Linked DNA regions of Mus musculus: region 1 is linked to region 2. A link is a contact called in public HiChIP or PLAC-seq data. All regions are on one chromosome and are shown on one strand. Each heading gives the region's core, a stretch centred on a gene start, on an enhancer-like site or on the middle of the called end of the contact. The rest is flanking DNA. Distances are from core to core; before and after follow the strand shown.

Evidence for each region. HiChIP or PLAC-seq counts read pairs in DNA pulled down with a chosen protein or histone mark.
Region 1: a contact with region 2 is called in an H3K4me3 HiChIP or PLAC-seq map of embryonic forebrain, with 4 times the contacts expected there. The contact joins the promoter of Srrm4 here to the enhancer-like site in region 2. A contact is called at or near these places in 11 of 484 Hi-C or Micro-C datasets (the AtT-20 cell line, the N1E-115 cell line, brain and 7 more), 6 of 115 datasets of contacts at active chromatin or transcription factors (embryonic forebrain, embryonic hindbrain, embryonic midbrain and 3 more) and 3 of 9 other capture datasets (adipose tissue, liver and pancreatic islet).

Annotation. Positions count from the first base shown.
Region 1 is chr5:116,588,946-116,593,139 of GRCm38.p6, reverse strand. It overlaps Srrm4 (serine/arginine repetitive matrix 4), which reads left to right and starts at 1,323. Exons shown (of 13, transcript NM_026886.3): 1 at 1,323-1,806. The coding sequence starts at 1,676.
Region 2 is chr5:116,473,637-116,477,782 of GRCm38.p6, reverse strand. Srrm4 (serine/arginine repetitive matrix 4) reads left to right here. Exons shown (of 13, transcript NM_026886.3): 3 at 638-724; 4 at 2,536-2,607. Among named protein-coding and RNA genes, the nearest start is that of Srrm4os, 37 kb to the right of the region's middle. Within about 2 kb of position 1,607, at least 3 of the 459 cell types and tissues checked have an H3K27ac peak or open chromatin away from gene starts, as enhancers often do.

The sequences.
Region 1 (4,194 bases), core at 74-2,573, 120 kb before region 2:
TGTCCTCCTCTCCCCTACTCTGCTCCCCCCTCCGTGTACCTCCTATTCTCTTACAAAGGACTTACTTACAAAGTTCGCACTGATGTTGGGGGTGGGGGTGGGGGTGTCTTCGCTCCCCACTGCTACTAGGTCAACAAAAATTAGAGAATTTTTTCTGCCTTCAGGGTGGAACCCGGTGTCAGTGCTTGGAGGTTTGTAAGACTTAGCAGAAGCTCCTTGTAGGAGTTTCACTTTTAAACCCTGGCGGTAGGTGAAACTCCCAAGTATTAAAAGGCTCCAGAGGAGAAATGGGCTGGGGAAATCTCACTAAGATATCTTCCCTAAGAAGACCCTTACGGCAAAACGGGGAGACATTGTTGTCTACTGCCTGCGCATCTGGAGTTTGAGATTCTGAGTCTCTGCTGGGACTGGGAGAGTAGGGGGGAGGAAGAAGATGGAAAGACCAAAAAGTTACTTGTAATCCTCGGAAGCCCTCCCCCCCCTTCCCCCCTCAGTCTTTCTTTGCCAAATCGGACTGTTGTTTCACACCCAGGCTGCGGGTTCTCAGGGGGGTGGGGGAGGGGTGTTCTTTTGGAGGGCTTTGGCAGCGGGGACGCGAAGCAGGCCGGCTGCGAGGCACAAAAGAGATATCCTTTATAGCGCCGCAAGCACAGATGTGACGCTGCGCCCCTCTGCGGGTGGGGGCCGGCTCGACAGATGGCGAGAAACCGCGCTGGTGACGGATTGTCCGTCAAATGGCATTTTCGGGGTGGGGGGGTGGAAGAGCCCCCCAGGCGTAAAGAAAATCATAGGGGCACCCACACACACACACTTTGCAGACCTCGGCAGTCCATCCCAGAAGTGGGGTGGGTGAAGGCAGGTTGGCGTGGGTGGATAGGTGGGGCATTTTTTAGTAGCTCCCTCAATGGAAGATGCTCCCCAAGTCTTGCAAAAGGATAGGGAGGTGGCCCAGGCCCGGGAGTGCGCATGTAAGGGTTGAGGGGAAGGCCTGCGACGATGGAGGAAGGGTGAGGGCTAAGAGAAAGAATCTCCTTTTTGATTCTGTTTGAGGTGTTGGGGTCGCTTCTCAGAGGGGTCAGAGTCGCAACTCTGTGGCCACGGGGCCTTAGAGACAAGCGCTCGCCCCTCCCTTTCTCCTCCTCAGACCTGCGGGCTTTTGTTATGCAGATGGCGGCGGGAGGCTGAGCCAGAGAAGGAGGGGTTGCTGGGGAAGGAGGAGACGGAGAAGGGGAGGGAGGAAAGTACAGCTCGCGCGACCAGCCTCCCCTTCCAACGTCACATTGTGCAAGAGACAAAACCCGGGCGCGCCGGAGCTCACACGCGCACGCACGGCAGACGCCCCGGTCGCCTCCTCTCTGTTCTCTGCGCGGTAGAGAAAGCCGGCTAGCTTTGCTTCGCCGAAGACACGGAGCTCAGCCTGCTCCCAGCGCAGCTCAGAGCCAAGCCAAGAGGTGAACCCAGCCGGGGAACCACCTTCTTTCTCCGCTGCCTGCCTAACCCGAGACGTCCCGTTCTATCCCATCCCCCGCCCTGAACTCCGATCTCTCCCCACCCCACCCCTTGGGGGTTTCACGCGGACAGCGCCCCGGAGCCCAGGGCGTGTCATCGGGTTTGTAATCCACGTTTCAGCACTTCGGACAGCGCCCCAGGCTCCCGGGCTCCTTGGGCTTTCAGGATGGCTAGCCTGCAGCAGGGCGAGAAACAGCTGTTTGAGAAGTTCTGGAAAGGGACCTTCAAAGCAGTGGCCACTCCGCGTCCCGAGAGCATCATCGTCGCCAGTATCACAGCCCGCAAGCCGATGCCAAGGTAATGACCTCGTTCATGAGTTAGGGACACTGGGAGGTCCCCCCCCCTTTTCTTGCCTGTGCCCCAGAATCTTGACGGGTGGACGCAGGCAACTGGAACAGGGTGTCTGGACTAAGCCCGTCGTACCCGGTATCTCACGCCGGAACATGAGAAATTATCGCTTGTGTAAGGGAGAGGCTGTTGAAAAGGGACAGGAATTTTTTGACGGGGAACAACACTCCTACAGACTCCGCACCTCCTATGCAAACCCCCTTGCTTTCTTAGGGTGGGCGGTGTGGCTCGGGGTACGTACTTGACTGAAAACTTTTCGAGCTATCGCCAAGTGCATAGGTCAGGGGAGCAAAGCAGTGGTGGATTTGAGGTGTCAGGGGATGCTGTACAAGACATGAACTCAGCTCAGCCAGTGTTCAATACAAGCATTCTAACCCTTGGCCCAGAAACTAGCGGGTCTCTGAACATTTCAACAAAAGCCCATATGCTATTCCCTCAGATACGCTCGCTCCAAGCAGCACCCTCCTCCGTGTCTTAGCCTAAGCTGCTGCTCGTGTTGAATTCTTTCTTTTTCAGCACCCAAAACCAAAACTCTAAAGCTCAAAGTCAGCATGAAGATAATACTGAAAGTTTTACTTTATTTTATTTTTTAAGGATCTGGTGGCTTTGAACTTTGGAATGAGTTGGGGTGCTGGAGCAGTAGTTAAAAAAAAAGACAGGAGGGGAGAGGATGGGAAGAAATACAAAGGCAGGAGAAAAAGAAGACAAGAGGGGGTTGAGGGGGCACAGAGCCTTCCACAGCAGAGAAATACCCAATATTTTCCTAGATCGTTAGATTCAGAAGTCTTTGAGAGGGCTGTGCCCTCTGTCAGAGAAAATCAAGGCTGTATAAAAACTCATCTTTTGCTGCTGCTGGCTGAGCGGTTCTGAGAGTTAAAGGGACGATCTGGGGGGGGGGGCGCTCGCAGGATTGATTAATCCTGGCAGGCTGCATTAGGGACTAGATGGAAAACATGTCTGGGAAAAGAGCCTCTGACAGATGCCTCATCCAGCTCCAACTAACTCTGAACTTCCCAGCAAGTGTGGGGTCGACGAAGGCTGACTGGAGAAATAGATCCGAGAAGAGTAAGCCCACATCCAGGAACTTTTCTTTGTTCTGACTGATGCTCAAGCAGGTCTTTTAAACAAATGGAGCATCCAGTGTGGGGGGAATGGGTAGACAGGAAGCAAGAAGGACCAGCAGAATGGAGATCCTATAAGCAGAGTAGACATGTGAGTGGAGGTGGGGGGTGGGGGGGAGAAACCCACTGATTCCGGCTGGAGAGGTAGGGGGGTCTAGGGGTACATGTGACACCAGATGTCATTAGAGCTGGCACTGTCTGCTTGCTCAGAGGTTTTTGGTGGAGAGTTTGACGTCAGCGCTTTTACGTCCCTGGTCTTCTGCCACCGGCTTCACCTCCCTGCATCTACTGTTGGCACGGCAGTGCTACAGTGGCCAGAGAAAATGGCCTTGCAGGTGGGACCGGGGGAAATTTGTCTGGTGGCAGAAGTGTTTGGTCCATGATCTTCTATTTTATGGGCACATGGGCAGGAAATCAGGTTCTTGCTGTTGTTTTCATTTAGACGACTGTCCCTAATATTACCATGCTTGGAACCTTCATGGTTCTGCCTGTCTGTCTGCCTGTCTGTCTGTCTGTCTGATGTTACCAGCATACCATTTTCTTGCCAATAGCTTCAATCATATGACTCAACTGAGAGACATCCTAGCTTCCAGCTTTTGTTCATTTTCATTTAAGCTGTGTGTGACTTTTAAAGAGTTCAATGGGCCCTCGGTATTTCCTCACTCTTGATATATTTTAACGTCCTGGGGTTTCTATCGCACCGAAGAACACCTTTGAAGTTTACGTCAGAATTCCATAAAGCTCTCTATTGGTATTATACAAGAATACCCCTGTGTCTGGCAATTCCTCTCTGTAGAGCACGTTCTGGCTTGTAGATGTTTTATCTAATCCAGGGTGGAGATTTCAGGGAACATTTACATCCAAGCTCCCAGAAAGGACTGGGCTTAGTTGTGTTTCAACAGACTGACTGTAAGATCCGATCCATGCAGTGACGGTCAGTTCCCGGTTCCCTTCCGGCATTCTGTAATCCTGGAGAAGAATGGAAATGTCATGCTTCCAAAGTCAAGCTCTTAGGAGGAGAAAGGGAAAGGATACTCCATAGGTAGTGGCTTCATCAGAACCCCGTGACTCCTTTGGAGGCAAGACTGGTTCTCGTGAGAAATGTTAAGCTGTTTGAGTCAAGCCCAGCTCGGTCAGAGCACTGGCACAAGTCACTGTCCGTGGGCAGATGGGGGAGGGGCAGGGGTAAACCACCAGCCAGTCTTGTTGGTTACAC
Region 2 (4,146 bases), core at 358-2,857:
CCGTTTCTCTTTGCTATAGGATAGCGTTCTTCTTTTTCTTCTTTTTTTAATCCCGGGAGCCTGCCCCAATTATAAAAGGAGATAACTTGACTTCATTTAACTGCAGCCTGTGCGTTTGAATTTAATTGAACGGGAAATAATTATTCCTGAAGAGCAGTGGAGTTTTTTGAGGTTCTGCGAAGCGATGTAAGATATGTATCTTGTTACATTAGACCCGAGCAAATACACTTTTAATAATCGGCATCTACTTAATGCAGCTTCTGCCTCCTGAAATTTACAGCAGGAAGTATAGACGGGGTGGACTGGGAAGAGAGTGGGTTGGACTGCCAACTCATTATTTTTAAAGTGATTTATTTACCGAGGTGAACCATTTGCAAATTCAATAATAAATCTATTAAGGGGCAGTTAACCCCTATAAACCTTGTTTTAAATAATCAATTGGTGTTTGGGTAACTACAGTGTCTGTCTCATTAGGCATGCATTAAGTCTCTGAGACTTTTAATCTGAGGTGTGACCGAATCAGCCATGAGGTGACAATGAGATGTTCACCGTGGGTCCTGGGTCCTTTCCCTTTCTCTGGCTGTGACAGCCCAGGAGCCAACGGACTCTCTCATACCTGGCTTTTCCTTTCTCACAGTGCCTCTCAAGACAGAGACCCGACACCACCACCTTCCTCCAGGGGGAAAAAGAAAAAGAAGAAATCAACCAGGAAAAAGAGGAGGAGGTAAGGATCCTGACGAGAGATGAGATTTCAAAGACTCAGACAGGAGAAGAGACAGAAAAGGAGTAATAAGTCCAACTGTGACTCCACCTTGGGTTCAAATCCCTTCTCGGCCTCTTAGCTGCCTGTGGGACCTTAGACTTCACTTTTTGTGGCTTCTTTCTCCCACCTTCTTGTTAAAATGATAGTAATTTTGGACAGCCTCTTGGAATTTTCGAGAATTAGCTGAGAAAAGTCCCTGGGTATGGTGGCTCCTGCCTGTCATAGCACTTGGGAGTCTGAGGCAGGAGGATTGCTGTGAGTTTGAAGCCAGCCCGAGTCACATGGTGCATTCTAGGTCAGCCTGAGATACAAAGAGGAAAAGGCGGAGGGAAATATGGAGGCAGCTGACACGGTGTTTAGCAATCATGTATGACCAATTAATATGAAGCAGTTATTATAGCAGATGTTGAACTGGGATGGCTGTAGCGTATGGTGTGCAGGGGCTTGTGCGCAGCACCTTGGTACAACCTTTCTTTCGCTCCTGGCCTCACTCCGCAAGGGAAATATTATGCCCATTTCAGAGATGAATGATAAAGGCTCCCAGGATGGGATGACAGAATCTACCTTGGACTTTATTCCTAGGATTCTCTCTTGACCCAGGGTTAGTATCTCATATTACTACCAGCGCATGGCTCTTTTAGGCCTCGTGAATGTCTTGGTAGACACACGTCTTTTAATAAGTTTTTTATTTTTAAAAAATATTTCCGGATTCCCTTGTCAACTTCCAGTTTAAAAAAAAAAAAAAAAACCTGTGTAGAATTTAAGTTTGGCTACAGGGGATCGCACCAAATCTCCCGGGCGGTGTTTATAAACGCCTGCAGGGGGCAGCAGAGAGCAATGCTGAGCCGCTCAAACCTGGGCCCCAGGTTTGCAGGGGTTTCTCCATCATCTGCTTAGTTTAAGGACCGGCCCAGATGGGGCGAAGGGGGAGTGCGGTGACACCCAGTGACCCAGCCATTGTAAGGTAGGGGGTGGACTCGAGTTTCCCGATTTTCGAAGTGTGCAGAAGATAGAGGAGGAAACAGCGCACGCTGTGGAAAATTGGGGCTGCACTCTCTCAGAGGGAACCCCCCGCCCCCTCTGAGAGGCCACTGCTTGCTCTCCTCAGTCCTCACCTCTCCTAACTGTCTGCAGGAAGCCTGATTCCTACATCTACCCTCTTAAAGAGGCTCACACTGGACCTGAGTTTCAGCCTCTTGCTAGCCTGTTGGAGACAAGCTATGATTCCCTCAGGGGCCTGAGCCTGTAGGTCAGGCTGAGTCAACCCCATGGCCCCAGGGAGGGTAACTGTTTCCCAGGTGCCCCTTGGTGGCTTCACCCATGCTATGATGTTAGGGACACAGGCTTACCCCAGAGATAGCAGAGAACAGACCACGGAATACAGAAGAGGCAGAGGTTTTGGAGGAAAGCCACGGATGAGACCAAGAAAGCCCTTTAGATTGATTTAACTAAGAGGATAGCCATTGACTGATGCTGTTATAATGAACAAACCTCCGGGATAGAGAGAACTCTGTTTGAATCCCATACCATCCCTGTCTGGGCTGCGTGTCTTTGGGCAGATCACTTTACCTCTCTGAATCTCACTTTTTTTTGGGGGGGAGGGGGTCTGGAAAAGGAGAATAGCAATTATATCTACTTAAGTGTAGGGCACATAATATCCAACACAAATGCAAGCTACTATCAGTATGTGGGTTGGTCCTGTATATGGTCCCCCCCAAAAACTGAAGTATTATGAAGAAGGGACCCATGGAAATATGTCTGTCTCCCTGCAGGTCCCCGTCCTACAGCCCATCACCAGTCAAGAAGAAGAAGAAGAAAAGCTCCAAGAAACATAAGCGACACAGGTACTGTCTGTCCTTCCTCCTCTGCAGACAAGGATGCCCCAGGTGTGGCAGGGGTAAGGGGCCCAAAGACCACAGGAAGAACCTCAGGTCATCTCTACAGCATGCTCACATCATCTGTGTCTTAGCTCTGCCTTCAGTGTGAGTTGCGAGGAAGAACAGAGATCCATTAAAGCTAACTGGAACCAGAAAGCAGAGCTGGTTGGAAGAACTCAGGAAGGTTTGGGGACCAGCCAGGCCTAGAAGAGAGGCTGGAACAAGGAATGGCTAGCAGAGGGAGTCCAGGCAGTTCCTCCTGCTTCCTGGTCCTTGGGGGTGGGTGGTGTGTTCTGTCCGATTTCTGCCAATCACAGGCCAAGCCAGAAGCAGACGATAATGTCTTGATCACTATTTCAAAGCCCAGTTGTGTCCTAGAGGTAGGGTCATGTTGAAGAACCGGACATCCAGGGATCCTCACCTTGGGTGGGTAACAGAGGGAATCATGGAATTTGGGCCCTCAGACCTGGTGTTTGCTATACACACACGTGCATGCACACATGCACACACACACACACAATGCCCATATACACATGCACATACATGCTTAAACACACTCGAGTGTACTTGCACACACCTAGAGACATGCACACAAACACTCGAGACTGGGAGTCCACAAAGCCAGTGGGCCCAGCCAACGTGTTATAATTCAGAAGTTTTGCAGTACAAAACTTCCATGGTACCTTTCTTCTGCAAAGAAAGCCATGTTCCTGGAGCCCCTTCCTATGGTCCACCACTAGCGGCTCAGAGGAACCTTGTGTCCGTGGGGCCATCAGCCTTCTCTACCCTATACACGGCCTGAGCCTTTGCAGTTGGCTGTAGATTTTAGGGGAAGAACAGCTTGCGATTTATTCTAGTTTATTTACATCGTCTGATGTCACTGTAAGGTTTAATTGTGTGCAGTTATCAGAGGTCATTTGGGTTTCCCTCATCTTCAAATAAGAGTTTTCTCAGTCCAGGGGTTTTAGCCACAGCTCACCCTATGTTGCTAGAATGTCCTCAAATGTAGTTTGGTCCCACTGGCTACCACCCATTCATAGTTTCCAGTTAAGATGAGATTGTGGGTGATTGGTGACATGTGGTTGATTTAGAGTCATAAGTCATTCCCACCACAGAGCCTGATGCTAAGGCAAGGACATGCCCTTGAGTATAGACAGATGCTTGTCACCTGCCTTTGCTGAGCAGCTGGTGCCAGTGTTCGGGACTTTCCCACACCTGGATCCTGAAAGCCAGGTGGCTTCTCACTCAAGGCCTGTAATCCAGCCACTTATGAGGCCCAGGCAAGAAGGTCACAAGTTCAAGACCAGCCTGGTCAATTTAGTGAGACTCTGGAGAGAGAAGAGGGTGGGGAGAAATGAGAATGAATACTCTGGCCCACCCTAAAGCCCCCTTCTGGGCGCCTCCCCCACCACCAGCCCATCTTCTCCAAGTCTGTGTTCATGAGATGTTTGGTTAACAACAGTTGATGACCTTGGAGATGATCGTGAACTTAGTAGACATGTTGAG